Regions from separate parts of the Pan troglodytes genome. Here all the other regions are linked to region 2. The links are chromatin contacts, called in public HiChIP or PLAC-seq maps. All regions are on one chromosome and are shown on one strand. Each heading gives the region's core, a stretch centred on a gene start, on an enhancer-like site or on the middle of the called end of the contact. The rest is flanking DNA. Distances are from core to core; before and after follow the strand shown.

Evidence for each region. HiChIP or PLAC-seq counts read pairs in DNA pulled down with a chosen protein or histone mark.
Region 1: a contact with region 2 is called in an H3K4me3 HiChIP or PLAC-seq map of stem cell-derived excitatory neurons, with 3 times the contacts expected there. The contact joins the promoter of TIMELESS here to the promoter of CNPY2 in region 2.
Region 3: a contact with region 2 is called in an H3K4me3 HiChIP or PLAC-seq map of stem cell-derived excitatory neurons, with 3 times the contacts expected there. The contact joins the promoter of MIP here to the promoter of CNPY2 in region 2.

What each region holds. Positions count from the first base shown.
Region 1 is chr10:39,563,880-39,566,874 of NHGRI_mPanTro3-v2.0_pri, reverse strand. It overlaps TIMELESS (timeless circadian regulator), which reads right to left and starts at 1,701. Exons shown (of 29, transcript XM_509535.7): 1 at 1,546-1,701.
Region 2 is chr10:39,697,084-39,699,805 of NHGRI_mPanTro3-v2.0_pri, reverse strand. CNPY2 (canopy FGF signaling regulator 2) reads right to left here and starts at 1,442. Exons shown (of 6, transcript XM_003313586.7): 1 at 907-1,442; 2 at 216-328; 3 at 1-52. The coding sequence starts at 303. It overlaps PAN2 (poly(A) specific ribonuclease subunit PAN2), which reads right to left. Exons shown (of 25, transcript XM_054663194.2): 25 at 2,024-2,722. The coding sequence ends at 2,697.
Region 3 is chr10:39,544,278-39,546,988 of NHGRI_mPanTro3-v2.0_pri, reverse strand. MIP (major intrinsic protein of lens fiber) reads right to left here and starts at 1,263. Exons shown (of 5, transcript XM_063786546.1): 1 at 1,134-1,263. The coding sequence starts at 1,263. SPRYD4 (SPRY domain containing 4) reads left to right here and starts at 1,258. Exons shown (of 2, transcript XM_001168831.6): 1 at 1,258-1,360; 2 at 1,707-2,711. The coding sequence starts at 1,276. The coding sequence ends at 2,245.

The sequences.
Region 1 (2,995 bases), core at 452-2,951, 130 kb after region 2:
AGGGACACACAGGAAGAAGTGACTAACTTGGCATAGGAAGCTGGATACATTGATTTTCAGAGGGACAATTAAGCTCAGTCTTCAAAGAGAAGTTCGCTTGGCAGAGCAGTGTCAAGAACTTCCAAGCAGAAGGAACAGCAGGAACTAAGTACTGAGATATGAAAGAGGGCAGCCACAATCTTTCCACGTGGCCAGGAGTCAGGTGCGTAAGAGATTTACAAAATGAGATTGAGAGGGTCAGGGCCAGACTGAGAGGCCACAGACACCCACCTACGGATTTAAGGCTAACTGTGGGTGGTCAAAGAGGAGTTTTAAATTTAACATCAGATGATCTACCTTTACTTTGTACAAAGTACTAGTAGGGCTGGGTGCGATGGTTCACACCTGTAATCCCAGCACTGTGGGAGGCCGAGGCGGGCGGATCATTTGAGGTCAGGAATTCGAGACCGGCCTGGCCAACATGGCGAAACCCCATCTCTACTAAAAATACAAAAATTAGCTGGGCGTGGTGGCGGGCACCTGTAATCCCAGCTCCTGGGGAGGCTGAGGCAGGAGAATCGCTTGAACCGGGGAGGCGGAGGTTGCAGTGAGCCGAGATCGGACCACTGCACTCCAGCCTGGGCGACAGAGCCAGACTCCATCTCAAAAACAAAACAAAACAACCAAAAAAAAACAAACAGGCCACGCGCGGTGGCTCACGCCTATAATCCCAGCACTTTGGGAGGCCGAGGCGGGCGGATCACGAGGTCAGGAGTTTGAGATCATCCTGACCAATAAGGTGAAACCCCCATCTCTACTAAAAAAAAATACAAAAATTAGCCGGGCATGGTGACGCGCGCCTGTAATCCCAGCTACTCAGGAAGCTGAGGCAAGAGAATCGCTTGAACCCGGGAGGCGGAGCTTGCAGTGAGCCGAGATGGCGCCACTGCACTCCATCCTGGGCGACAGAACGAGACTCCGTCTCAAAATAAAAGAAAATAAATAAAAAATTGAAAGTACTAGTCGAAGCACGAATGGCAAAGAATTGAGAGGCTCAAGGAAAAAAGCTTCATTAGCGGCTGAGGTCCAGGTGACAAACCCAAACAAGGCAACGAAGGGAGGGAGTGAGAAATTCATTCCATAAAACCCACGATATAAGTAAAGCGGCCTGTGAATTCCGACCACTGCTGACCGCCAGGCCACACACCGGTTTTTTTCAGGAGGTCTCAACTAGATGCTAAGCTCCGAAGTGGAACTCCCCCAGGCACTTTCTGTTCTAATTCAGGAATTCCAAGCCCCTTTCCATCACAACCCCATCCCGCGGGAGACCCAAGCTGTGCGGAGCAGCGCAGGGATAAGCCCGCGTCCGGTGAGACCCGGGAACGCGGCGCGGGAGACTAAGGAGCAGAGTACAGAATTGCGCGTGCGCGCCTGCAGCACGAGCCCCGCCCCCTGGCTCTAAACCGGGTGGCGGGAAAAGGGACTCAGCGTCTCCCGAGAATGCCCCCATAGCTTCGAAAGGATCCCCGTGTCCGCTTAGCGCCCTCTCGCCACACACTCACTCACCCGCTCCCTGCGGGTCCTCAGAAGCCCGGAGGAGCCACCGGCCCTCCGGCGCGGGGCCGCAGCCTTTCCGCCACCAGGCTCAGCTGGACCGGTCCCCGCCTGCGCGGAGAGCGAGGCGGGGCGCGCCGGGCTGGTCCACGTGACTCCGAGCGAGCTGGGGCGGAGATTGGTGAAGAAGGAAGGAAAAGGGAAGCGAGTGCAGGGACTGTTTTATGTGAGGTCGATCTAAAAATCACAGCGCTATGAATTTTCTGCTGAATTATAGTAGAATCAAAGTCCGATTAGAGGTGAATTTACAAACATTCTTCCCCTTCTTCTAGTCAAGCGGACTATTCCAAGTCTTAAATAGTTAGTTAGAAAAGTTAGGTTTTATTTGGGAGGAAGTAAAGAGCTGAAGTACAGGGAGGAATGGTCTTCTGGGATAGGGGATGTCCGTTGTATTATAGGTATAAATTTAAAGCTTTCAAAGTATGCAAGAGGCTCATAAAAGGAAGAAAGCAACCGTAAATATTCATTGAACAGTTGAGGGTCTCTTCTGGCCTCTGCTGAGATGATCTTGCCAAAAGGAAAATAAAATAGGGCTGTGCTCTGGCCCCCTGTAATCCCAGCTACTGGGGAGGCTGAAGCAGGAAGATCGCTTGAGCCCAGGATTTCTAGACTGTAGTGTGCGATGATCGTGCCTGTGAATATCCATTGCACTCCAACCTGGTCAACATAGTAAGACCCCCTCTCAAAAAAAAAAAAAAAAAAAAAAAAAAGAAGATAGGGCTCAAACAAATAATAATCTCCTGAATTATTAAGCATTTGAATAGAAGGAATCAATTTCTGGGGTATGAGGGAGTTAGAAGAGATTTGCTTCAAGATGAAAGGACAGATGACAGAGAGATGAAAATACACAGACACAAAACAAGAAAAAAAACACGGAACTAGTGATAAAAGCAGAAAGATGCCATTTGAGGAGTGTTTTGATTTGCTCTAAATAAATTAGAACAGCGTCAAAGCCTCTCCCCTCATGCCCCCTACTACCACCCGTTCATTTATTTGCTCCAGGAATCAGATTTCCTGTGTTGGCCTTAGGGAACAATTGTGGGGCTTAAATACCATCTGCCAGGCAGCCACAACAGTGGATGTCAGGCTGACCAGTTAAGCTGCTTAATTTTTCTAGATTCTAGGCTTGCTCAAGCTCTATTTAGGTTGGAAGCTCCTTGGCCCAGGACCTCTGAAGAGATCCATTATGTCAGAATGAACACAACCAGCCAGCGGATGTAGACAGGTTTACGTGGCTTTACAGAACAGCTAAATCCTAGTGTTCACTTTTCTCAGAGCTACTTCCCCACCCAAGTCCCTGGGGCAAGCATCCCTAAGATAAGTAGGCTATATATTCCCATTAACTTCCCCCCAATTCTTCAGTACACCTACATCCTGATCTGGGGCTAATACTCCATTTTCA
Region 2 (2,722 bases), core at 193-2,692:
GGGTCCACCTGGGCAATTTCCCATTCTAGTTCATCCACCAGAGCCCTGCATGCTGGTGGAAGAGGAGAGAATGAGAGCAGGGGACAGGGTAGGGGGTAGGGTGTGAGGAGAATGGGATCAACCCAGGATTTCCATTCATCCTTCTCCCAGGCCTTGGATCTCATGCCCTCCCAAGGCTCTGCTTCCTCCACTTCTTTTTCCCGTTGTGCCTTTACCTCCACAGTGGAGATCCTGGCTCCTCCGAGCCCAGGCGGTTCCCAGCAGGGCCCCCAGAAGCAGGGCCAGCCAACCCCAGCCTTTCATCTTTAGCGTAATGGGGTCGCTCCACCTGGGTTTGAGTGGGAATAAAACATAAGTGTGAGGAGCCGACTCCATTTTTCCCTGACCCCCCCAATCCTCACCCCAAGGCTTTCAAAGGCCTCATTGTGACTCTGGCTCTACTTTCCAGGAAATGGCCGGGACACAAAGGGGCTTCTCTGTTCCAGCGCTTGAGGGCTGTGATTCCCCCAGGGTGGTGGGTGGGAGCGCGAGCTCAGGACTTGCGGCTCAGCCCCAGACTCTACGTGGATAGGTGAGGCCCTAAGTGTTGGTACTTTAGCACTGCATGCCTAGGGTTCACGGGGCTTTGTGGCAGCTACAGGAGGTAAGTTGGCGATTACGTGAGGACTACAGGCACTAGGGAACTGCCGGCAGGGAGCCCTCAGTCAGGCCAGGAGGCCAGCGAGGAGAGCAATAACTAGGGCCCATTTGGATCCTGCACCGAAGATTCCTGCGTCCCCACCTCCAGCCCGTAAGTGATTACCCGTACGGACACCAGCCCCCTTTCTAAGGACTCCGCCATTGCTTTCGCTTCAGTCCATCCCCAACCCTCAGCGCCCAGCGCCTCGCCGCCCGCATCCGTCCCACCTCTGCTCCCAGGGCCGCCGCCGTGGCCCAAGCGCTGGAAGACCGCTGGACTCTCACTTTGGCCCCAGTGGCTCCCGAAACTACACCTGGCTGCAGGGAGCAGGGCTGTCCAGGACTCTCCAGAGCGCTTCGCCGCCTGCCACACACGGGGTGTCCCGGCGACCGCCTGACCCAGCTCCCCTGACGCTAACTGGTACCTAAGCGGGACTCCAGCGTGCTGCGGTGCGAGCCCCAATCAGACACCGACCCCAAACCCGCCCCTCCAAACTCTCGCGCGAACAGGCAGCTTAGGAGAGGCTCCCGAACAGCAAGGACCCCGGTCAATCGCCGAAGGACCCAGACTTGCGTGGCGAACAGATCCACGTGACCACCAGGGGTCAGCCGTAGAATAGGAGTGGCCTTAAGCGACGACAGAGTCCGGGCGTGCTGTATGGGAGCGGCTAGTCGTGCGCGTGAGCCAGCCCAGGTGGGCTAGGACCTTCAAAACGGTGCGCTGCCGGCCAGCGAGCAGTCCAGGTTTCAATACACAGGAAACTACATCTCCCAGGAAGCACCGCAGCACCGGACCCATCTTTGTGAGCAACTACAAGTCTCAAGCTATCCTGGGACCTGTAGTTTGTCGGCTTACACAATTAACGGAAACCATACTGTACATCTTCAGTCTGACTTAGGGTACTGGGCAGCTATAGCAAAGACCCAGCATTGCCCAGAAAAGGCATAAATTATACCTTTTTTTCCCCTTTTTTTGAGACGGAGTCTCGCCCTATCGCCCAGGCTGGCATACAGTTGCGTGATCTCGGCTCACTGCAACCTCCGCCTCCCGGGTTGAAGCAATTTGCTGCCTTAGCTAGGGTTACAGTCGCCATCCACCACTCCCAGCTAATTTTTTTATTTTTAGTAGAGACGGGGTTTCACCATCTTGGTCAGGCTGGTCTTTAACTCCTGACCTCATGATCCACCCACCTCTGCCTCCCAAAGTGCTAGGATTACAGAAGTGAGCCACCGCGCCCGGCCTAATTATACCCTTTCATATCCATAACTTTGGATTCCAGACCTTTACCTTCAAAGGAAGGAGAGGAAGACTGAAGCCAGAGAACCCACACTAGCAGTTCTCTAATGAGATAAATAACAAACGATATTTTATTTTTATTTTATAAAACATGCAGTTTACAACAAATTTTTAAAAAATGGAACAAAACTTGGGACAGGCAAGTAGGATGGAAGACAGATGCTTCTCAGCCATCAGCAGGAATAAATGAAGCCGGCAGCCAAGCTTTGTCCAGGATCCAAAGGCCCTTTTGGCAATGGTATTGGCAACACTGGTTTGCTTGGGCCACCAACACTCTACTTGCTGGCCCCTCCAGGTATCCCTGAAGCAGTTGGTGACTTGTGCTAAGTCTTGAACTACTGTGGTATTCTCTGTCACTGTCCAGGACTTCAATCCCTAGCCAGCTAGGAACTTACAGTTATGGTTCCAGGAGCTTCTCTGCCTGGATATTAGTCACCCAGGATATTAAGAATACCAATTACTTTCCATCTGGGTCAATTCTAGACTCCATGTCTGTACCACTGTTTTGCAAAGAATGAAGAAGGAATGAATCTGGCTCCTAGAACCTTTGCAACAATTCTGCTGTGTTCCAGTTCAATTAATAGCACCATCTGTGACCCTAGACCCTGAGCACGTCCAGTACTGGAAGTGGACAAGGTATAGCCAACTTAGGAAGCCATCTCCCAGTTCTGGGGCTATAGAACAGTAAAGGGAGAGGGCCGTGGTTCTTTGGGAAGGGTAGTCAGAGCGCCAGCACTGAGGAGAAGA
Region 3 (2,711 bases), core at 14-2,513, 150 kb after region 2:
TCAAAACATGTAGGCCTGGCATAGTGGCTAACACCTGTAATCACAGCACTTTGGGAGGCAAAGGTGGGAGGGAGGATGGCTTGAGCCCGAGAATTCGAGAACAACTTGGTCAACAAAGTGAAACCCCCGTTTCTACAAAAAAGTTAACGGGGCATGGTGCGTGCACATGTGGTCCCAGCTACATGGGAGGCTGAAGCAGGAAGATCGCTTGTGCCTCGGAGATGAAGGTTGCAGTGAGCTGTGTTTGCGCCACTGTGCTGCATGCAGCCTGGGTGACAGAATGAGACCCTGTCTCAAAAAATAAAATAAAATGGAATGCAGATCGAAATGTTCAATATAGGCTGTCCATAATCTCCTACCTCATACCCTGAACCAAAATATTGCTACTCTTGGTTAAGTTCAGAAAACTGAATGCTGAGTTAAACCATCCGTTCCTAGCCTTGAACATACAAAACCAACATTAACAGTATTTATGTATTTACTATTAATTATAAACAACTGTGAATTACCCAATGGTTGCTATTTGCCAATATATATCTAGATTAATTATTATTATTATTATTTTTTGAGATGGAGTCTTGCTCTGTCACCAGGCTGGAGTGCAGTGGCAGAATCTCGGCTCACTGCAACCTCCCACTCCCTGGTTCAAGCGATTCTCCTGCCTCAGCCTCCCGGGTAGCTGGGATTACAGGCGCGCGCCACCACGCCCGGCTAATTTTTGTACTTTTGGTAGAGGCGGGGTTTCACCATATTGGCCAGGATGGTCTTGATCTCCTGACCTCGTGATCCGCCTGCCTCGGCCTCCCAAAGTGCTGAGATTACAGGCGTGAGCCACCGCACCCGGCCTAGATTATTCTCACTTAATTATTACTAAGGTCTGTATATAATTTCTATTTTATAAATTAGAACACTAAGGCTCAGAAAAGTGGAGTGAGTTGCCCAAACTCACACAGTGAAGCCGGGATCAAAGCTAATTACAGTACTGTCTAATTTTAAAATCTATACTTCTAAGCATCTGGCTACACTATATCTCTAAAAGTTTTACGTAGTTCAAATGTGAGCAGCGTTCGTCTACGCAGAAAAACTGAATAAGCAGCATTAACCGCGGGTAGAAACAGAACAGAAACCACTACCTTGGCGGCCGCCCGCCCCCGGGCGTCGCTCTACGTCATAACACTGCGCGGCCGCCCCTCGCGCACCACGTGCTAGGGGAGCGGGCGGGCAGATGGCTGTGTTTGTAAGCGGGAGGCGTGCCCGGTTCATCCAAGGCGCAAGATGGCGCTGCTTTTTGCACGTTCTTTGCGCTTGTGCCGCTGGGGAGCCAAACGATTGGGAGTTGCCTCCACAGAGGCCCAGAGAGGTAGGATTATCTGTTTTTACTCTTTTACCTCCAGAATGGCTGCCGTCTATTATTCCCAGACCCCACTCCGAGAAGCAACTCCAACCCTCTCGGGTCTTTTCCTTCCTTACCTGCCTTGGTCTCGAGATTCCAAACCTGTGATACCATTTGGTTTCTTTAAATTCCGAGTTTTTCAGCTCCGTGAGCTATCCGTAGTAAAGCGACCTCGCGACTCTCTTGCCCGCTTGGCATTCTGACTCTTCCCTAGTTGCTCGTGTATCATGGCTGCCTGCCTCAGATCTGAATATATCACCAGCCCTAGGGTTCTAGCCCCTGTTATTATCCCGTCTTTTTGCTCTGCCCGCAGGCGTCAGTTTCAAACTGGAAGAAAAAACCGCCCACAGCAGCCTGGCACTCTTCAGAGATGATACGGGTGTCAAATATGGCTTGGTGGGATTGGAGCCCACCAAGGTGGCCTTGAATGTGGAGCGCTTCCGGGAGTGGGCAGTGGTGCTGGCAGACACAGCGGTCACCAGTGGCAGACACTACTGGGAAGTGACAGTGAAGCGCTCCCAGCAGTTCCGGATAGGAGTGGCAGATGTGGACATGTCCCGGGATAGCTGCATTGGTGTTGATGATCGTTCCTGGGTGTTCACCTATGCCCAGCGCAAGTGGTACACCATGTTGGCCAACGAGAAAGCCCCAGTTGAGGGTATTGGGCAGCCAGAGAAGGTGGGGCTGTTGCTGGAGTATGAGGCCCAGAAGCTGAGCCTGGTGGATGTGAGCCAGGTCTCTGTGGTTCACACGCTACAGACAGATTTCCGGGGTCCAGTGGTGCCTGCCTTTGCTCTCTGGGATGGGGAGCTGCTGACCCATTCAGGGCTTGAGGTGCCCGAGGGCCTCTAGTATGTCCATTACTGGAGTCCCTAATCACGCCTTTGGCCAGCCTCCTTTTGAAAGTGTCTGAAGCCTTTTTACTTTGCCTCAAGCAACCTCTAGCTCCCACAATTCAGTGTTGGATCCTCTGTGCAATATCATAATCATCTTCCTCATCCCCTACCTTGTGAAAGCTAGGCATACAGCCAAACCCTCCTTTTCCCCACCCACCAACTACTGCCAATTTCCTAGGCTACCATGGGTGTATCTTCCCTGACCTGCTTCCTTCAGTCTCTCTGCCTCCCTTTGCCCAGGCCTTTCTCAGACTGTATTCCATCCTGGGGTCTTATCATTCAGCTTTGTTTGAATTTATTAATCACCATGATACCTCTCCCTCCCTTTGTCCACATGTAACTTGTTCTTGGGGCTCTACCAGATCGCTGAAGAGTAAATCCTTTCTACCTCTGGCTGAAGGAGTGGTGCAGTCAATGACTTG